2 separate regions of the Mus musculus genome follow, and region 1 is linked to region 2. The links are chromatin contacts, called in public HiChIP or PLAC-seq maps. All regions are on one chromosome and are shown on one strand. The core of a region is the stretch at or near the end of the contact, and the rest is flanking DNA. Distances in the headings are between cores, read along the strand shown. Region 1 holds the start of A830035O19Rik (RIKEN cDNA A830035O19 gene). Region 2 holds the start of Apoa1 (apolipoprotein A-I).

What was found. HiChIP or PLAC-seq counts read pairs in DNA pulled down with a chosen protein or histone mark.
Region 1: a contact with region 2 is called in an H3K4me3 HiChIP or PLAC-seq map of embryonic stem cells, with 24 read pairs. The contact joins the promoter of A830035O19Rik here to the promoter of Apoa1 in region 2. A contact is called at or near these places in 6 of 39 promoter capture datasets (the SN4741 cell line, embryonic stem cells, liver and 3 more), 2 of 484 Hi-C or Micro-C datasets (bone marrow-derived macrophages and embryonic stem cells), 28 of 115 datasets of contacts at active chromatin or transcription factors (CD4 single positive thymocytes, the SCID.adh cell line, T-cell acute lymphoblastic leukemia and 19 more) and 5 of 9 other capture datasets (adipose tissue, embryonic stem cells, liver and 2 more).

The regions. Positions count from the first base shown.
Region 1 is chr9:45,950,882-45,957,113 of GRCm38.p6, reverse strand. It overlaps A830035O19Rik (RIKEN cDNA A830035O19 gene), which reads right to left and starts at 3,128. Exons shown (of 1, transcript NR_152206.1): 1 at 1,116-3,128. It overlaps Sidt2 (SID1 transmembrane family, member 2), which reads left to right and starts at 1,865. Exons shown (of 26, transcript NM_172257.4): 1 at 1,865-2,390; 2 at 3,868-3,989; 3 at 4,201-4,365; 4 at 4,455-4,500; 5 at 5,062-5,163; 6 at 5,271-5,354. The coding sequence starts at 2,208.
Region 2 is chr9:46,227,253-46,232,923 of GRCm38.p6, reverse strand. It overlaps Apoa1 (apolipoprotein A-I), which reads right to left and starts at 4,294. Exons shown (of 4, transcript NM_009692.4): 1 at 4,188-4,294; 2 at 3,925-3,986; 3 at 3,655-3,808; 4 at 2,455-3,119. The coding sequence starts at 3,967. The coding sequence ends at 2,522.

The DNA.
Region 1 (6,232 bases), core at 1,879-4,378, 270 kb after region 2:
CCTTGCCCTTCTCCCCCATTTGTCTTTCTAAAAAGACATTATACATTCCTAAAGCTAGCCCCCAAGGTCTGTTCCTTAATTTAGCCAATCCTTTCACCTGAGGTTGATTACCAAGGTCCAGCTATCAAAGTGTTGAAGTCCAGCAATCAAAAGCTCCCTTTGGCTCGCCTAATTAACATGCCCAATTAAAATTAAACGCCTCATCCTAACATGGAGTTTCCCATTTTACCTTTATAAACCATCATTTCCCTATGGGCCACATTTGTCTCCTCTCTAGCCAGAGGCAGTCCTTTGTCCTCAAATACCCCTTCCCCTTCTCCCTCATCCACTGTCTCCTGTCTTTGTCTCATATTCCATGCCTTCTGTGGCAAATCAATCTTCCTTTGTGCTGAGAACTTGGTTTGGGGCTCCCTGAACCGATACTTTTCCTAACAGGATGGAACCCAAGTGTGTGTGTGTGTGTATGTGTGTGTCTGTGTGTCTGTGTGTGTGTCTGTGTTCTTTGTAATGACCTTTAATTACATATTGTGTATATGTGTATGTTTCAGAGGTGCTACAGCATGCATGTGGAGGGCGGATGACAACTTGCAGAGTCAGGTTTTTCCCCTCTTCCACCTTTTGGGTCCCAGAGATGGTCATCAGGCATCTTGGCAAGCACCCGCACCCACTGAGACACTTCATCCACCCTTGTACATGTGTGTGTGTGTGTGTGTGTGTGTGTGTATATATATATATATAATTTATTATTGTTCATGTGTCTGTGTGTGAAGTGCGCAAGCACATGTTGCCAGGTGTCTGTGGAAGTCAGAGAACAAATTTGTGGAGTTAGTTCTCTCCTCCCTGGTGTAGAGCTCAGGCCGGGCTTTCCATGGCAAGTGCCTCTTCCTGATAAGCCATCTCAGCTCGGTTCTTGTGCATATTTTCCTATTTATGTCTGAAGTTTGGATTATATACCACTTATATAATGTTATTCTTGAATTCCCTCCTTAGATGTCCCTTTGATGGTATTAAGAATCTATCTGCTTAACTTCATAGTAGTATCTCTGACCACCTCTTCCTTCACTGTGAACAAGCAGTTTCCTTTGAGCTTTCTCAAGATCACAGGGATGCAAATTGCTGTCCCCATATTTTATTTGTATTTCTTATTCGTAGGACACAGTCCCTGGAGTGGAATGACTGGGTTGAAGGGTATAGAGCTCTTTTAAGCCTAAGCCAAAACAGTTCCTCAGAAAGGTTTTTGCCAGTTGACAACGAAAGGTCAGAATCTTTCCGTGGGCTTTGTTCAAACAAACAAAGCAGTTTCTGCAGAGTAGGGACAGAGCTCACAGGTTGGAAGGCATCCTGGTTATGGTGCCCTGGTTCTGGTTATCCCCTCTACTGTGAGAGGGGAGCGGCCGCTGAGCTGCTCTCAGTGGGCAGGCGCTTTTATGAGCCAATGAGGGAAAAAGAATGATGCTGGGGTAATGATTTTGGAGCACAATTCCTGTCTTGAGCAAAGAAATCATCTGTCAGCAAGACCCTGCACTTACTGGGCTCTGTGAATCTTGCCAGCAATGCCAACACCCAGCAGTAGAGGTGGGAGGAGGATCAGGCGTTCAAGACTCTCCAAACTTACACGACCAGTTCCAGACCAGCCTGAGTTATGTGAGCCGTCTCAAAAAGCCAAAAAAACGCGGACCACAAAAGCAAGAATCCAATACTTAGTGATCCTTCGTGAAAAACCCAACTCCAGACGCTCACAGGACAGCGAAGGAAGGAGGCGGCGACGGCTGCGTGGGAAGTAGAGGCAGCCTGGCCCTTTAAATCCGCGTCGGTTTCCCATGACGTAAGCGGGCGGGCACAGCCCGCTGTTTACCGCGGCGCAGCTCCTGGTAGCTCCGAGTTCTGCGCCGCGTCCGCCGCCCTTAAAGGGCCCGCGTCCGGGAAGCCTTCGGGCCAGGGCCACCGCCGCCTCGGCTCTCCGGGCGCGAGCGGACGCCGGGTCTCCAGCCGGGCTGGGCCGGGCTGGGCCGGGCTGGGGTAGCGGGTCGCGGTGCCGCCCTCGCGAGCCGGGATCCGCGCGAGGCCCAGGAGCGGCTCCAGGGAGGGGACGCGTCCTATCTGAGGCCGGGGTTAAAGTTCTGGTCCCGGTGAGATGCTGGAAGCTGCTGCGGCAGCCGCAACGCGCCCGGTCGCCGTCCCGTCGCCAATCCCCGCCGTCCCGGGCCATGATCGCCTGGCGTCTGCCCTTGTGCGTGCTCTTGGTGGCCTCCGTCGAGAGCCACCTGGGGGCCCTGGGGCCCAAGAACGTCTCGCAGAAAGACGCGGAGTTTGAGCGCACCTACGCGGACGACGTCAACAGCGAGCTGGTCAACATCTACACCTTCAACCACACCGTGACCCGCAACCGGGTGAGCGCGGGACTCCACGGGCGGCCGAGCGGGTGGGCGCCCGGCCTGGACTTGATGCTGCCCCTTTCCTCTCCGCCAGCCTTTGAGCCGCCCTCCCCCTGCCAAGACCTGGTTTCCACCAGCATTCCCGGGCAGCTCCAGCGGGGCAGCTTGGGAAGTTCCCTGCCACCAGCTGTGATCAGGACCGGTCTGGTCTGCTCTGTGACCTGGCTCTCAATCTAGCTCTCAGTCTGTGAGGTCGGGGTGAGGGGAAAACAGGCTCCCAGCCTTGCGTGGCTCAGACAACTCCAGATGGGGCCAACTTAGAATTGAAAGAGCTCGGTCACAGGGAGGTGAAGGAGACAGACCTCCTTGCCTCAGAAAGCCAGCTGGCCTTGTAAGTTGAAGGTGACAAGATAAGGCCCTCGAAGGCTGAGTGGCAAGAGAAAAGGGAGTTTGTTTCTAAGACAGAACTATCTCCGACTTCTTACTCATTTCTTCCCAGTAGTGAAAGTAGAAAGAAGGCTGGCAGAGCTGGGCCCAGGCAGAGCACAGCCTGGGAGATTCTTGCTGCCTGGCTGTGTGGCCTGCCTAGCTCTCTTGCTCATTCTCCAAGGCCCGATCTGGATTGACTCGGAAGCACTGGAGTTGAGGAGGAGGCACCTGAGGCTTTCTTTGGGAGGGAGAGGAGTTTGGTTTCTGGCAGGCCATGATCAACCATCAGGATCCATTTCCTTGAAGTCTGATCTCCCCTTTTGAGTACCATTTCCAGGATCATCCCGGAAGTGGCACCTACCCCTCAGGGAAACGTTACCCCTAGATTTGGTTTCAGCAACCTAGTAACTAGTTGTCTGCAGTTGTGATTTCTTCACTTTTAAACGCCCACTGTCCTGTGTAGCTTTGTCCGCAGCAGAGAGGGTGGGTTATTTCTTTATTTTCTTAGAGAGGGTGAATCAAGGTTCAGATGGAAAGTCACTTCAGAGCTTGGCCCATGGTCAGAACTAGAGAGACAACTTGTATTTCGACACAGTTCCCTACACCCCTCCCTGCAGGGCTCTGGCCTCCAGAGTAGCAGTGGAACCGGAGCTTCTTGCTGCTTTCCTAGTTCATGAGGAAGAAGATTGAGGGCTTGAGGGCACGTCTTGATCTCCCGTGACAGTGTGTGCACAGGGACGTGTGTAGACACGTGTCTATAACATGTGTGTGCATGTGGGCTATCCTGGAACCTTCTAAGGTCTCCGCTGCATATCCCTGCTGTTGCCTGGGTTCTGCTGCTCTGTATACCCGTTCTTCCAAGAGCGAGCTTCTTCAAGCCTCGGACCGGACAGTGTCAGTCATTTCTAGAAACTTGGCCTGTTCCCTCACAAGGAGAAGCACAGACAGTGTCCTGGCTGGCCAGGATGGACGGCACAGGGCAGAGCTCAGCCTGCAGTCTGTAGAGTCATGTGTCTGAGGAACAGAGAGCTGAGTTTGAAAGAGGATGCCTCCTTCTCTGCAGACCGAGGGTGTGCGAGTGTCTGTGAATGTCCTGAACAAGCAGAAAGGGGCGCCTTTGCTGTTTGTGGTCCGCCAGAAGGAGGCTGTTGTGTCCTTCCAGGTGCCCCTAATCCTTCGAGGACTGTGAGTAAGACCTGGGGATGTAGGGAGGGGCATCCTTGCCAGGTTTTCAGGGACCCTCACCCGGGGAACCTTTTTGTTTTTCTCCCTTCTCCCTGAGCCCAGTGGCAGGAGGGTAACTTTGTCAGCCCAGGGAATGGGAAATATGGGGACCTGATAGGAAGAACTCAGGCTGGCTGGGACTAGTCACACTCTTCTCTGTCTTGGACCATAGATATCAGCGGAAGTACCTCTACCAAAAAGTGGAACGAACTCTGTGTCAGCCCCCCACCAAGAATGAGTCTGAGATCCAGTTTTTCTATGTGGACGTGTCTACCCTGTCACCCGTCAATACCACTTACCAGCTCCGAGTCAACCGTGTGGACAATTTTGTGCTCAGGTATTGAGGGTAAGAGAGAGGGGACCTCACAGCCTCTGCCTTCTTCCCAAGTGCTGAGCGTAATTGTAGGGTTCCTCTCTTCCCTGTAGGACTGGAGAGCTGTTTACTTTTAATACCACTGCAGCCCAGCCCCAGGTAAAATCCCTTATCAAAATGGGGTCCCTCAGCCTGACGTGGTCACACATGCCTTTGATCCTAGCATTTGGGAGTCAGGTGGGTTTCTTGAGTTCAAAGCCAGCTTAGTCTACATAGTGAGTTCTAAGTCACCAAGGTTACACAGAGAAACCTTGTCTCAAGATAGCAACAACAACAAAAAAGAAAATTGGGGGAGATTTGGATATGAGAGCAGGAGTAGGTACAGAATTGCTAGGACTAGCAATTAATTTTGTCTCTAGGGTGGGACTCTCGGAGCTCCTGTGTGGATAGACAGGCAGGGACAGTGCAGTGACAGGGTCTGCTCACTGACTTTCCTACTCTGCCTCTCAGGCACAATCCTATGTGCCCAGCTGACACACAGGATATCAGTGCTCAGGGACATGCAGGACTGGGATGTTCACGGTCAAGGCTCTTCTCCCCTCGTAGCTTCATTGTCTGAGCCAAGAAGATTCTGAAACCTCCCTTGGAGGAGACAGATCCCTTCGGAGGGGCAGAGAGAGCACCCTCCTGAGATGACACTCTCCCTTCCTATGTTCTCAGTACTTCAAATACGAGTTTCCTGATGGTGTGGACTCGGTAATTGTCAAGGTGACCTCCAAGAAGGCCTTCCCCTGCTCAGTCATCTCCATCCAAGATGTCCTGGTAAGCTGTCTGTCATTTTATCCTCCATCAGAAAGTAGTTGGGACATTAGCAGAGGGGACAGGGCCCAGTTCCCCATCCATCTGCCTCTTCCTTCCTTCCTCCACAGTGCCCTGTCTATGATCTGGACAACAATGTAGCCTTCATTGGCATGTACCAGACGATGACTAAGAAGGCAGCCATCACTGTGCAGGTAGGAAATGCATGTGCCCTTCTGAGGGATGGACGGGGCTGGCTGTTGAAGTAGATGCCTCTCCACACCCTGTCCTTGTCCCCATTCCTGCCTTAAGATTCTTAAACTTTTTCACTTGACCTTGTGCTGCCTGAGAAACTTTTCTCCGCTGAACCATGTCACTAGCTCTTAATTTTTTTTTTTTTTTTAAAATCGGCAAAGCAAAGGATTTTACTCAGATATAACGTGGAGGCACCGGCCAGATATGCTACAAGAGAGCAGCAGAGATTTACTTCGAAACCATATTTTTGTTTTATAATGATCAGTGTTGAGGGTGCCACTTTGCATCAACGTATGGTACCATGTGGCAGAAACACTTTTAGGGCCATTTTAGAAACTGTTGAGTTCTCTCTTCAGCAACACAGACACTGAAGTTGGAATGGTATAGACTATTAGTGTGGCCCCCTGTGCAGAGATGGCGTGCAAATTCGTGAGGCGTTCTATATATTTTTTTTTATTACAAGGATGTGCTTTTTTTTAAAAAAGATTTATTTATTTATTATAAGTAAGTACACTGTAGCTGTCCTCAGATACTCCAGAAGAGGGCATCAGATTTCGTTACGGATGGTTGTGAGCCACCATGTGGTTGCTGGGATTTGAACTCGGGACCTTTGGAAGAGCAGTCGACACTCTTAACCACTGAGCCATCTCGCCAGCCCCTATATTTTTAAAAAAGATAATTGTTAAAAATCTTGTCGTAATCCCAAATCAAATCTCATTGAGTCCTTTGGGAATTCAGAACAATTATTTAAACCACACATCCTTACCTAGCACAATCCAGGAAGACCAAGGTGCATTGATTTTATCCCCACGTGCTTGAGGTCAGGCGGTCGGAAAAC
Region 2 (5,671 bases), core at 3,045-5,544:
GGACTAACTCCGCTTCCCTGCTTGACTTAATGGGAAAGATCAAATCAGGTAACGACAGATTTGCAGTTACAATCTGTGATAAACCTGTCAAGGGCAGGACAACGTGGACGACGTGGCTGGAGTGTAGTATCTGTCTAGCTAGCAGTCTTATGTCATCTCCAGGCTTAAGGTCAGATATGATCACCAACCCCGTGCAGCTGGTTTGCACAGCCCAGGCTGCCTGGCCCCTTTAAACAGGCGGAAAGGAAGGAGGCAGATTGGGAGGGTGGTCGGATAAGTCTCAACCCCACTGCAGTGTAGCGGCTTCCATTTCTTATGAATAAAGTGGGTAGGACCTGCCCCTCCCCTGAAGGTTTGTTGTAGAAATGAAATGGTAGTGTCTAAAAGCATGAGGTGCCGCATGCGCACACCCCTTGTAAACAGTCCTCACTGTGATAGCTAAACTAGGTGACCTTCTAGACTGGAATGGAGACCCAGTGTCCTCAGAATCCCAAAAGGGCTGCTTGCTAAGTTCCTGCCACCCCCAAACACTCACTTCAAAGAGACCCAGTGTCACAAAACAGGTCTTGCACATTATAGAGTAAAAGACTAATGTTCAGAGAGTGCCAGTGGCTGCCCCGGATCAGGAGAAAACACACTGCAGGGCCAGCTTTCCATTTTCCACGTTGCTGGCACCGGAAAAGCCTCTGCCAGGTGTTGGAAGCTCCTTTCCAGACTGCATTGGCACAGCCAGCAGACTGGACTATGTTCTCTCTGGAAATCCAATAGGGGTTTCTCTTCCTGTCCACCAAGAGCCAGAAGTCTCATTGTCCACACCGGGAAACTTTCCTACCCAAACCTGGTTTAATGTCTGCTGTGGCTCTGCATGATTGTGGATTTAAAAACTCACCCCTTCAGCCAGGGGCTCATGAAGATACACCGGGGATGGATGGAGACCACCTGCATACCAACACAGGCATGAAGAGGGGCAGATGAGAGGAAGGCTGTTGGTGTGAGAGTGCTTCTGCAGACATCCTCAACCCTGTGAACATGAGTGCTTGGTTACACTCCATAGCGGGCAAGTCTATACAATGAACAGTCTGGGCTTGGCAGGCAGCTCAGGTGGTAGAGGGCTTGCCTTGCATGCACAGAGCTCTGGGTTTGTCTCAGCACAGAGTAACAGTGGTGGACCATCCTTGAAACCCCCAGCACTTGGGAGATGGGGCAGAAAGATCAGAGCTCATCTGAGTCTAGCCTGGGCTAGTGGAGACACTGTCTCCAAATAAAATAAATACAAACAAGGACTGGCAAGATGGCTTAGCTAGTAGATAAATACAAACAAGAACTGGCAAGATGGCTTAGCTAGTAGAGACGCTCGCTACACTAATCCTGGTGACCTGAGTTTTTGATCTTTGGGACCTATATGGTGGAAAAGAGAACAGATACCTGCAAATTGTCCTCTAATCTCCACACATGTTCTGTGGCACGTGAAAACACACACACACACACTCACACACACACACACTCACACACACACACACACTAAATAAGTCTAATAAAAATTTAAATATTTTATATACCTTTATTTATATTTGTGGGGTGTGTGTGTGTGTGTGTGTCTTCTAAGCACTGAACTCAGGTTCTCAGACTTCCGAAAGTGCCTCTACCTGATAAGCCACCTTACCAGCCCCATGTAATAAAAGGGGTTTTTTTGTTTGTTTGTTTTGTTTTTGTTTTGTTTTAAAATGGAACGGCACATCCTGACCCACCTTTTCTGCAGTGACTAACTTCAGACCTCCCAGCTCAGCTTCCCCAACTGGTGTGGACTTAAAGGCCATCCTTCAGGATTTAGAGATGGATATGAAGGCCTCTCTAGTAAATGTGTGGTCACCAGCATCATGGAGAGGGGTGTTTGTTTGTTTGTTTGTTTTTGTATCCAACTGTCAGGTAGAGTAGCTGCAGCCTTGACCCTTTCAGCACACTGTGTGGGTGCACCGGAGGGAAAGATCAAAGGGAATTGTTTACCGAGATCGGGTTCAGCTCCAGGCTTTTTATTAGCACCCACCCAATAACTCCAATCTTCCTGGCTCCTGAAGGAATCCTGGCTCTAGGGAGTGGAAGAGGCTCCCGTCCTGCACCCTCTGGACCCCACCTGGAAACTCGGCTAGCACAAGAAACCAGCGGTCTCAAAGCCAGTCCTATTGCCAGACACTCTCATCCTGGTTTACAGCACTAGTGTTCTGAGCCTCTGTGGGGCCCTTTTGGGGTTCCTTGTTGCTTTGCCTGGCCATCCATTTCCCTTGGAGCCTTCTTAGGAAGGGATTCTGTCTCATACCCTGAACCAGCCAGGTGCCCAGCTTGAGTGAGCGTTAAGAGCTGAGTAGTCGCGTACAAAGGAATCCCCAGTGCGGCACCATGTTCTCACGTCCCTTGATGTCCCCTTAGCGCCCGCCCTATGTCCCCCAAAGAAAGAAGCTATTCCATTTTGGAAAGGTTTATTGTAAGAAAGCCAATGCGGGGGTGGGGAGTGGAAGCGGGCACCTCACTGGGCAGTCAGAGTCTCGCTGGCCTTGTCGATCACACTCTGGACTTGGGTCTTAAGCGTCTCCAGCATGGGCATCAGACTATGGCGCAGGTCCTCCAGCGCAGGTCTGGCTTTCTCGCCAAGTGTCTTCAGGTGGGTTTTGGCCCTGGTGTGGTACTCGTTCAAGGTAGGGTTGCTCTTGAGCTCAGCCAGGCGCTGGGCCAGGCTCTCGCGCATCTGTTCGCTGTGGGGCGCTAGCTGTGTGCGCAGAGAGTCTACGTGTGTGCGCATGCGGTCGCGAAATTCCTCAGCCACAGGGGACAGTCTCCCTTGCAGCTCCTGCAGCTTCTGGCGCGCGCTCTCCTGCAGCTCGGCGCCCAGAGGCGCCACCTTCTGGCGGTAGAGCTCCACATCCTCTTTCCATTTCTTCTGGAATTCGTCCAGGTAGGGCTGCACCTTCTGTTTCACTTCCTCTAGGTCCTTGTTCATCTCCTGTCTCACCCAATCTGTTTCTTTCTCCAGGTTATCCCAGAAGTCCCGAGTCAATGGGCCCAGCCGTTCCTGCAGCTGACTAACGGTTGAACCCAGAGTGTCCCAGTTTTCCAGGAGATTCAGGCTAGAGGGGGAAGAGAGCGGCTGAGAGACGAGCCCAGGCATCATGCGCTGCCCCTGGTCTGCAGATCCATGCACATGATAGCTGGGTGCCACCTGTCCCCTAATGTGCAGTTGCTATGGTCCTAGTTTCCCCGAACATGCAACCCTCTAACTCACTGCCTTCCCTTTACATTCCTCTGTACACATGGCGGAAGGCACCAAGAACACAGATGTGGTCGGTGCTGGTTACAAGGCCAGTCCCGTTTTTTGTTTTTTGTTTTGTTTTGTTTTGTTTTGGGTGCTGTCTGACCAGTACTGGGGGTTACCAAGGAAAAGGGATTTGGCACTCATAGGCTGAATGAGGGGCTGTGGTTACCCAACAGCCAGATGAATCCCATCCCTAGTCCTCCACTGGAACCTGCCATGGTGCCCAGCTGGTAGGAAAGCCCGTGAAGGGCTAGCCAGCTCAGTTCCAGCATCTTCTCACTGGTCTCTCTGCCCACCCTGGATGGGCAGCCCTTGACCTGCTCCAGGCCCCACGCTAGGTCTTTCCTTACTTCAGCTGTTGGCCCAAGGAGGAGGATTCAAACTGGGACACATAGTCTCTGCCGCTGTCTTTGACCGCATCCACATACACATTAGCGAAATCCTTCACTTTGTCCCATTGGGACTGGGGTTCATCTTGCTGCCATACGTGCCAAGCCTGGCTCCCTGGGGATGGAGGGGAGACCCATGTTAGGTTAGACTCGGAGTCAGGGAAGAGAACAGTGGGAATTCTGTTCTCTGTGCCCAGGAAGGTAGTCCCACGCAGGTCAAGAGGCACCTACCTGTCAGGAAGACCAGAGCCACGGCCAGCACCACAGCTTTCATCCTGAAGGGTGTGGGTGACCTGAAGAAGAAGAAGGAGGAGGAGGGCTGGGCTGAAGGGAGGCATTGTCATGGAAAGGCTCCACACACAATTCAAGCCCATGGAAGCATTGGCTAGAATGGCTAAAGGTGCGAGATATCCACGGTATTGATTTGGACAGTGGAGCATCAACTGGGAGGCGCTATGGAGCCAGAGCCACCGAAGGCAGGTAGCAGCACTTACCTCCCCGGAGCTCTCCGACAGTCTGGGTGTCCAGCTCTTCTTCCCTGGTCTATATATGTGTGTGGGCAGGGGCTGGGCTGGGAGACTGATAAGCTCAGCCTGGCCCTGCCACTGCTTACTTTTGCTGGCGATGTGGAACTTAGAGTTCAAGGATCAGCTCTGTTCCTGAGGCTGGGCAAACAGAGTGGGCAAACAGGAAACTGCGGGGGCTGCCGAGCTGGGATCAAGGGTTCAGGTGGGGGCAGCAGGGGGTGGCTGCAGACTCCAGGGGTCCCCAGGGGTAAGGCAGTTGCACCATCCCGAGGTGTATGTCTTCTTCAAGATAGTCTCATGGAGCCCACTCCTGGACTCCTCTGTGTTGCTAGTGCCCTCTGAGCCTGGAACAAGGGAGGGAGGGAGGAATTGTGGGCTCCTTCACTCACAGCCCCACCCCAAAGTTTTTTTTTTGCTTTCCAAGGGGTTCCCCCTTTCACCTCACCCTGGTCCCCCAGGTTTGGGGATTTGTCTTTCCAGATGCCACATGTTTAGCCAGCCTCCCAACCCTAAATCCAAAAACAACTGAGGTGTCAGCCTGAGTGAGATGCAGACAGGCTCATATCCCCAAGCTGAGGATGAAGACCCCTCTGATGCTTCAGAAGAAATGACAGAGGCCAACATGGAGTTGTTAGCTCCTTCCTTGTCTCCCTCCCTCCTTCCCTCCCTTCCTTTCTTCCTTATCTTAGGTACATGAGCGCTCTGTCTTCAGACACACCAGAAGATGGAATCAGATTCCTTTACAGATGGTTGTGAGCCACCATATGGTTTCTGGGAATTGAACTCAGGACCTCTGGAAGAGCAGCTAGTGGTCTTAAACCGCTGAGCCATCTCTCCAGCCCCAGTTGCCAATGTTTTTGTTATGTGTAGATGCTGTTATTCAGCCTCCCTTCCAGAGAAAACCTCACCATATACCATGACCACTAAAAGGGGTCATGTAGTTCAGTGACGATATGTCTTCCCAGAGTGGTGAGGGCCTAGGCTCACTTGCCAGGATGGGAGAGCTGGGTAGCTGTGTAGAGTGGGCTGAGTACGGTGGCCAGTTTTTGCACTTGGAAGGTCAGAGGGTTGAGAGTTCAAAACCACAGCCTTGCCCATATAGCAAGTTTGAAGTCAGCCTGGGCTATATGAGAATATCTAAAAACAAAACAAAACAAAACAAAACAAACAAACAAACAAAAACCACAGATCATCTCTAAAATCCCATTATGGAAAGTGAGTTTTCAAGCTAAGAGGAACTTTTGAGACCATCTATTTGAGGTTCTACCATGAACTTCCTTCTAGATAAGGGCCTGTTGAGAGTGGAAGGAATTTGCTGTGTCCTTTATCTCTCAGCCTTAGAGGCAAGGATGGACCTTGCGCCCAGGTCTCTGCATTTGGGACCCAGGGCAGGAATGTACTCTGCCCATCTCCCTAGGAAACTCCCCAACTCCCTAGAAACCAGCTTGGAA